Regions from separate parts of the Mus musculus genome. Here region 2 is linked to region 1. Evidence: chromatin contacts called from public promoter capture Hi-C data. All regions are on one chromosome and are shown on one strand. Each heading gives the region's core, a stretch centred on a gene start, on an enhancer-like site or on the middle of the called end of the contact. The rest is flanking DNA. Distances are from core to core; before and after follow the strand shown. Region 1 holds the start of Amdhd2 (amidohydrolase domain containing 2). Region 2 holds the start of Tbcc (tubulin-specific chaperone C).

Region 1 (4,033 bases), core at 169-2,668:
CCACGTGACTATGTTGCCAGAGATCACAAGCTAGGGAAGGGGAGTGCTAGGGAACAAAGTCTGGTTTCACAGCAAACGAGCCCCCATGACCACAGGAAGAACTGCAGGCGGAAGTAGAGCAGGAGGTTGGAGGTATGGCTCTGCTAGTGGGAAGAGAAGTGGCTGCTGCTCTTGCTTGGCTGCCCGCCTCAGTTCTTGTAATGGGTGGGAACCTGGGGAGCAGAATGGAAAAAGCTGCTCTGGGCTCACTTACTCTCTCCTCCCACAGCCATGGGAGCCGCCTATGGCACAGCCAAGAGTGGCACTGGCATCGCAGCCATGTCAGTCATGAGGCCAGAGCTGATCATGAAGTCCATCATCCCAGTGGTTATGGCTGGGATCATCGCCATCTACGGCCTGGTGGTGGCAGTACTTATCGCTAACTCCCTGACTGATGGCATCACCCTCTACAGGTGAGTGCTGGGCCTTTCCTCCCAGGTGAAGTGCTTCATTGTCCTGTGGACAGGCAGATTGCTGACAACCTGTGTCTCTTCTCTCCCCAGGAGTTTTCTTCAACTGGGTGCTGGCCTGAGTGTGGGGCTGAGTGGCCTGGCTGCTGGCTTTGCCATTGGCATCGTCGGAGATGCTGGTGTTCGGGGCACTGCCCAGCAGCCTCGACTGTTCGTGGGCATGATCCTGATCCTCATCTTTGCGGAGGTGCTTGGCCTCTACGGTCTCATCGTGGCCCTAATCCTCTCCACAAAGTAGTCCTTTTCCACCATCAGTCACAGGATAGGATGTAAAGATCACCCCTCCTCATTCCAGAACGAACAGCCTGACACATGCACGGGCAGCTGCCCCTCAGTAGTTGGTCTTGTAAATGTGCAGTGTCCTAGTGCCCATTGTCTGTCGCCCCCGCCTTGCCCCTACTGCACCGTGCTGTGGACATACGGGCCCACTCATCTCCCACCCAGGCCCCTGACCAGTGACGAAGTCAGCCTCTGGTTACCCCACCCATCGCCCTAGAGTGCTCCTGTGTATAAGAATGAACTAGAGTTGTCATTTTTCTCTTCACTGGATGTTTATTTATAAAAGATTTGACCTATTCATGCGTCTGTGGAGCAGCTCCTGTCTCCCAACTATATAGTAATCATTAGTAGACTGTTGCCTTGTGGGGTTCCTGTTGCTGAGACTCCTTGGATGGAGCCACCCTTCCCCCTGCCCTGAACAGCCAGGGTGGAGGATAGAGTGCTACTGCTCCTCAGAGCTGGCTCCCAGCTGTGTCCAATAAAAGTTCTCGGATGTGACTGGCTTGTGTTCTGGCGCTTCTGTGGGCGGGCCTGGCAGGGTTTGTCATCATGTGGTCGCCACCACGTGAGCACCGCGGCCACGTGACAGCCCCTTCAGCTGAGAGTCACGTGATGCGACCTGGCCCCGCTTCCGATTACGGCTGCTCCGGGCTCTGCCGGCTTGCGCCCAAAGCTTGCTGGGTTCGGCGCGACTCACGATGCGTAGCGGGCAGTGCGCAGCGGGGGCCCCGGTGCTCCAGTTCACCAACTGCCGCATCCTGCGTGGCGGCACGCTCCTCAGGTCTGGGCTGCATGGTGCAGGCTTAGGCTGGGTATAGAGCTGATGATACGCCAGTGCGGGGTGCAGAGATGGGGATAGTGTAGGGCATAAGCCCTGAAAGGGGCAGGAATGTGGAGGGCGGGACTATCGTGGGTGTGTGGCCGGGACCAAGAAGAATAGTGGGTGCAGGGACAAGCTGGGTGCGAGATAGAACTAGGGTTTGGTTCCAGGGCCTGGTGGTGATCCAAGTGCCTACTACTCTGCCCTCAGGGAGGATCTGTGGGTGCGCGGGGGCCGAATCCTGGACCCAGAAAAGCTGTTTTTTGAGGAGAGGCGTGTGGCTGATGAGCAGCGGGACTGCGGAGGCCGCATCCTGGCGCCTGGCTTTATCGATGTGCAGATCAACGGTGCGGCCTGGCTCGGGCCAGGGAACCCAGGGCAGGAGCTCCGAGCACTGTGCTACCCCCCTTGTTTTCTGTGGCCACAGGTGGATTTGGTGTTGACTTCTCCAAGGCTACGGAGGACGTGGGTTCGGGGGTCGCCCTAGTGGCCCGGAGGCTCCTGTCCCACGGTGTCACCTCCTTCTGTCCCACCCTGGTCACCTCCCCACCAGAGGTTTATCACAAGGTGAGATGAGGCCGTTCTACCCCTGAGCAAAGGGGCCCTCAGGAAAGGACCACTTCCTTCACCCGAATCTGGGCTTCCTGGACTTGGGTCCGAGGGGGATCCGCCTCACTTTCAGTTGGGTTCTGCCTGGTCTCTGCAACTGCCAGTGCGGTTGTCCTCACGTTTCCTGCCCCGGTTCTCATCTGCCACGCCCTCCCAACGCCCTGTAGGCAGCCTCTGGGTCTCCTGAACTAAGGTCGCCTGGAATTCTGCCACAGCCATTGTCTCTTGTCTAGCTCTTCCTCCCTAACCTGCTTATGCTGTGTGACTCACATGAAAAAGCCTTTCAGAAAGAGCTGCTGTTGCTGTGGACTGGCTTCTGTCCTCACCCTTCCACCTTCTATCTTAGCAGGAGGTCTGTTGTCTTGTTCCAAATTTCATGTAAGGTTCTCCCACAGTTTTCCCGGTTTTTGTTTGTTTGTTTGTTTTTTCGAGACAGGGTTTCTCTGTATAGACCTTGCTGTCCTGGAACTCACTTTGTAGACCAGGCTGGCCTCAAACTCAGAAATCTGCCTGCCTCTGCCTCCCGAGTGCTGGGATTAAAGGCGTGTGCCACCACGCCAGGCTAGTTTTCCCAGTTTTAAGGAAGCTTGTTTAGGTTGCTGTCTTCATGTGTTCTCTGCGGGTTTATCCCTTAGACCTGAACTCTTGCTTTAAAAACGTGGTATTCTCTTATGCAACACAGTTGACGAATTTAGTAAATGAATGCTGTTATCCATACTCGAATGGATTTTCTCTGTTCCTGTTGTCAATCGCCGCAGCCAGTTTTTCTTCCAGGACAGGATCAGGGAGTGTGTGGTTGCCCGTGGCTTCCTTTCTGGTTGTGTAGACACAGAAGCAGAGGAGGGAACTGTGGGTATTGAGTGTGGGCTGTGCCCTGGGCTGCATAGGCGTCACTCTGGCCCCTTGACTTGCCACCCTTGGAAGACTCAAGACAACCTTACTTCTGAGTCTCAGTTTCATTAAATGGAGAGTGAGAACAGTCAGTGGGTGGTTGACAATGTCAAGCATTCCTTGAATGTCAACAAGGGATGTCTTTCTGGAACTCTCCCACAGTGCTCCACGGTTACAAGGGCAACCTATGGTCCTACTGCAGAAAGGTACTTGGTTCTCCCAGCTGATCTCTGGCAAAACCCAGAGTCGTCTATCAAGGTGACAGGTGTCAGGATGTGCCCCCTACTACCATTCCCTTGCTAAGCTAAGCTGCTTCTCTTTCCCCTCAGGCACATTCCAGCAGCTATAAGTGTGCCAGGTCCTCCTGGGCGCTTCCCGGAAGGCCTTGCTCCTGTGAGCCCTGCCCCCACGCCCCTTCTCCACCGCTGTGTTTTCCTCATGCAGCAGGCTCAACTGGCAAGGTGCAAGGCTGGGGTTCTCCCTTAGTAGGAATAGTCCTAAGGTTTTTCACCCTGGTGCCCCACTGTAGTCCAGCTACCTCACAGACTCTCAGAAAACACTTTTAGACTAAAGGCCTTGGGAAGCAGGTAGGAGGTGATGGCTGAGACTGGGCAGCCTTGAGTTTAAAAACGAAATACCCCGTTGCATTAGACATCAGGAGACCTACCCTCAAACACCCTCCCTACTATGTCTCCTAATTCCTCCAGGGCCCTTCTCACTGAGGGGCTTGCTCACTTGCCCAGCTACTACTTGGGTATCTTCATCAAGATCCGGTTCATTGAAACCACCTGCTCTTTCTCTAAGATTTACTCTTCTAGCCTATGCTTCAGACATAGACAGATCTGATGGCTTCAGATGATTTTCTGCTTCAGATCTGTTAGCTGATGAAGGTCAGGCACCTCAGACAGGATGTCTGCCACCCTGC
Region 2 (4,531 bases), core at 28-2,527, about 23 Mb before region 1:
TTCACGCTGTCATACTCAAAGGGAGGCAGGGGAAGGCCAAACCAGCAAAAGTCTGTTACACTGCTATGAATTTAATAGGACTCACAGGAGGGGAGTTTCAACAATTTCTAACCCCTATCACCGCAAACATAAGACAATATCAGGTAAACCGAATGGGACATCACACTGAGTGTGGCCAGTGCTCAATCCCACTGGATGTCTCTCTCCTCTTCAGGAAGAATACTCCAGTTTGGGGAGGCCACGTTTCGGGCCAGCCAGTTGAAATCATCAACCTGGTCCCAGTTATTTTTGCTCCTATCTAAACCGGAGTCCTGGAAGTCCTTGTCGATCCCCGGGTAGCTCCAGGTGTAAGGGGCAAACTGGATGCCGCTGCAGTCCTCCACGATAGCCCTGCTGGTCACTTGCAAGAAGACGCGCGTGTCTTTGGTAGTGTGCACACGGAGCTGCTGGCAAGCCACAGCCAGGACGCAATCTCGACAATCCTCCAGAAACACAGAGGTGGTCACTGGGCCGCAGAGCACCTTGCAGCCGCGGGCCTTCGCAAGCCGCAAGGTGTTGGGATTGCCACACAGTTTGACAGTGCAGTTGGTCAGGTCGCTCAAAAGGACGTCGCGCTGGTGCAGCTCTTCAGCTCTCTTCTCCAGGTCTTGGGACTCCAGGTTGGAGAAGCCACAGGCCCAGCTGGCCCCGGGAGCTCCCTCCTCCTCCTTGGTCACCGGTGGAGAAGGGGCCGCCGAGGCGACGGGTGCGGCGTCTACCTGGGCGGTCCCCGCAGCATCCTTCTTCCGTGCCTTGAAGGCGAAGCGCTTCTTGGGCTGCAACTCCTGGCGACGTTCCGTTAGGACAGCCTGCAGCTGCGCCAACGCCGCCTGGCCCTGCCGCAGGTCGTAGGCGGCGAGGAAGAGCACCGAGTCGTTCAGGAGCTTCCGCAGGCCCTGGAGCCGGTTGGCCGCCTCTTCCAGCCGCTCCGCCGACGCCTCGCCCCGCAGCAGCTCCTCGACCGCTGCGCGCTCCCGGGCGAAGGCGGCGGCGAAGAAGCCGCTCTTCTCCTCCTCCACCTCCTGGTCCTGCCGCTTCTGCTTGCGTCTCTCCACCTCTATCTGCCTCTCCTGTTCGCGCCTCTGAAGTCGCTCGGGCACCAGGCTCAGGTCCCGCGGGGAGCCAGCGGCAGCGTCGGCCAGAGCCATGGAGCAGTCCACACCCTCCATCTTGACTCCAGGCTTCCTCCCCCGCCGCCTTGCCTCCGAGCGCTCGCTCTCCGCGCGAGGCCTCCCACCAACGCGCGCTGTGATTGGCCAGCTGCGGTGACGTCAGCTCCCTCCATATTCTCCTCGCCTATTGGTTTCTTCGCGTTGGAGGGGCGGGAAGGAGGGCGGGGCCGGCTGACAGGAGGGGGTGGGGAGACAAAGGTCCTGGTGGATGGGTGGGGTGGGAGGCAGTCGGGTGAAGCTTTTTTTTTTTTTTTTTTTTTCTTCTTAAAGGGGCAGGACTTATATCCGGGATTGTGGGGTGAGTTGCAGCAGCGGCAGCTGCACATGTGGGTTTGTTTATAAGAACAAGGTTAGAAACTCGCAGGCCTCCCCCTCCCCCCAGCTCCTCCCTGCTACCCCCTTACAGGCCGGAGATCTGCTGCAGGGTGGTGGGGAGGAATCTGTGCTTGTGGTGTTGTGGGGGACAGGTAGTGCGAGAAAGATGGAGGGGGGGGTTATTGCACCTCCCGGACCGCGTCGGAGGAAGCTGCAGCTGGAACAGCTGGCCAGGGAACCGCTTGCATGCCTCTGGGTTTTTTTCTTTCTTTCTCTCTCTCTCTTTTTTTTTCCCTTTCCCTTTTCCCTTCCATCACCTCTTTGCTCAGCCGGTCCCTGCCGCCCCGGTAACCCTCATCCTTCCTGCCCTCCCCCATCCACTGCAGCTCGGCGCGGCCTGGGGGCGTCTGGGTCCCCGTGGGCAGTTACTGGGGCGGGAAGAAAGCGCAAATCACCGCTATGGGAAAGACTGGGTTCCTCGCTGGAGCGGGCTCCGGGGTTCCTGGGGGAGTCTAAAAACAGATTATTTTTTTTAATGGCCAATTGCTGCAGTCGGAGGGGGGGCGGGGGAGGATGACATGCCACCCCCACCGTCTTGCTCCCTGACGCGGTGGCAGCCACTCCCTGCGCAGCTGGCAACCGCTGGCCGCGCGGGGCTAAGACCCTCAGCCGGAGCGCCTCGCTTCTCCCTATAGGGCCGGCGGTCTTTAGGAAGGCGATGGGGAAACGGTACATTATTTCTAGAGGTGGTGGGAGGGATTTGTCACCGGAAGTGAACGAGCCTAGCCTAAAGTCCAGACCAACCCGAGGTGCGAGTGGGCAGCCAAGACCGTGCAGTCCCTGGCAGAAGCCCAAGGCGGCGGCCGCCGAGGACTCGGGTGGCATCCTCGCGTGCTGCCTTCAGCCACCGTGCCTTCTGGACTCGGTGGCCCATACAGTTCTCGGTTTCAGCCCCATCTCCGCCCTTGTTGCCAACCTCCATTTTTGTTCTTTTAATTGGGATTTTTTTAACTGCCCAAAATACTCATTTGAAAATTTACCAATATGCCTGCGTTTTCCTGCAGATAAAGATGGGAGGAAACGAGAGCCATTCAATTAAGTTGGCATTAAGACTTGAGTTGCAAGCCTCACGTCCCATTTGCCTCCTTTCCTAACCATAAAAAAAAAAAAAAAATCCAAACCTCAAGCACAAAATCTTGATTGAAGAGAAAGCATTACACTACAGAATCAAAGACAAGTGTCACTGGGTGGCAAATTCTTTCCTAGGTGGAGGGTTGGAGTGGGAGATCACATGTTACTGTGTTCTTGTCTGTATACCTGCTGTAACAGAGCGCCGATGAGGGGGGCGGTCGGTGGTCACTTATGCAGGCTCCTTATTTTCGTCAGTTTTGTTTCCTGGGCAAGCTAGATGAGGCTCTTGTTTTCTACTTTTTGAAAGCACTTTTATTTCACAAAAGTATGAATTTTGGACTCTTGAAACACAGCTGATGACTTTGTTCAGGTCCCCGAAAGGAATGTAAGAGCCGCTTTCTTTCCTGAAAGATAGATTTTTTTTTTTTTAGATTTATTTATTTGTCTTTTATGTATATGAGTATTTCCTGTGCGGTCGATGCATGTGCTCCACGATGCAGTATGCGGTGTTTCTGGAGACCAGAAGAGGGCGTCAGATCACTGGAACTGGAGTAGACAGGTAGTTGTGGCTGCTCTGTGGGTGGAAGGAATTCAGGTCCTATAAAAGAGCATAGGTGCTAACCATCGAGCCGTCTCTCCAGATGAAAAATAGATTTAACCTATGGAGATTAAACGAAAACTGATTTGCTATAGGAAATAGCAACGACCCCTCATTGGCTTTGCTTTAGTTTCCCAGTATCGGAGCCTGCTCCATTCTAATTAAGAAAGTTTCAGGGCATCAGATGCATGCCTTTAATCCCAGCACGGAGTTCAAGGCTAACCTGGTCTACAGAGCTTGATCCAGGACAGTCAGGCTACACAGAGAAACTCTTCAACCCTCCCACCCCCCATCCCAAAGTTAGTTGGTAAAAGGTTTCTTGAGCTTGGAGTTTGGACTGTAAGCTGTTGTGAGACTATCAGTGGTTTTTAGTGTAGGCTATTTGCAAAGTAGAAGCCAGTGTTACCAGCCCTTTCAAGATTATGTTTCTGCTTAAGGAGAGGTTTTTGCAGCGTCTGCTTGACATGAAGGTGCTGAAAATTGTCTGTTGTTTAGCCTAACGTTTAAGCATCAAAGGACAAAAGATGGAGGGTCCCACAGTTGACTCCATTGGGAAAGCTTTTTTTTATTATTATTAAAGAAGTGTGAGGCATGAGAACGGTGGCTGTGAGGTGGCCTTGGTGGGCTGGGTGATTGTTTTCTATCCCCAGGCTGGAGTAGGCGAGCCAAGGCAGGTGTCAAGCTATGTGTCTGGTTTCTGAGTTCAAAACCACAGGCAGGTTGTTAACTGCTGACCGTTTGCCAGACCATGTTACTTTCTCTTCCTAACATTTGAGGGCAGTGAGTTGAGATGCGTCCTTGACAGGATGGTCCTGGCTCCGCAAAGGTAAGTACCCACCGTGATGGGAGGACGGGAGGCATGCAGAGGGCAGCAGCATTAAGTGCAGCTCTCAGGGCAAGGCTGACGGATCTTGCAGACAGCTTGCAAAGTGAAAGGATAGAACAGCTATGAGTTTTAATGTTTTATTTGGTTTGATTTATGGGGGCAGTATGGACACACCACACCACGGGAGTGGAGGTCAGAGGACAGCTTCCAGGAGTTTCTCTCTTCTACCTTTATGTGGGCTCAGGCTCTAGGCAAACACTTGACCAGTTCAGCATTCCCATCTGTCCACTTTTTGTTGTTGTTTTTTTTGTGACAGGGTTTCTCTGTGTAGCCCTGGCTGTCCTGGAACTCACTCTGTAGACCAGGCTGGCCTCGAACTCAGAAATCTGCCTGCCTCTGCCTCCCAAGTGCTGGGATTAAAGGTGTGCACCAACCACGCCCGGCCTGTCT

What was found. Promoter capture Hi-C pulls out the DNA fragments that hold promoters and counts their contacts.
Region 2: a promoter capture Hi-C map of pre-B cells shows a contact between it and region 1. The contact joins the promoter of Tbcc here to the promoter of Amdhd2 in region 1. A contact is called at or near these places in 3 of 39 promoter capture datasets (maxillary cranial neural crest, pre-B cells and second pharyngeal arch cranial neural crest).

Annotation. Positions count from the first base shown.
Region 1 is chr17:24,161,118-24,165,150 of GRCm38.p6, reverse strand. It overlaps Amdhd2 (amidohydrolase domain containing 2), which reads left to right and starts at 1,418. Exons shown (of 11, transcript NM_172935.4): 1 at 1,418-1,569; 2 at 1,819-1,955; 3 at 2,036-2,175. The coding sequence starts at 1,487. It overlaps Atp6v0c (ATPase, H+ transporting, lysosomal V0 subunit C), which reads left to right. Exons shown (of 3, transcript NM_009729.4): 2 at 269-452; 3 at 543-1,286. The coding sequence ends at 747.
Region 2 is chr17:46,887,367-46,891,897 of GRCm38.p6, reverse strand. Tbcc (tubulin-specific chaperone C) reads right to left here and starts at 1,277. Exons shown (of 1, transcript NM_178385.3): 1 at 1-1,277. The coding sequence starts at 1,208. The coding sequence ends at 183. It also overlaps a transcript of Bicral not described here.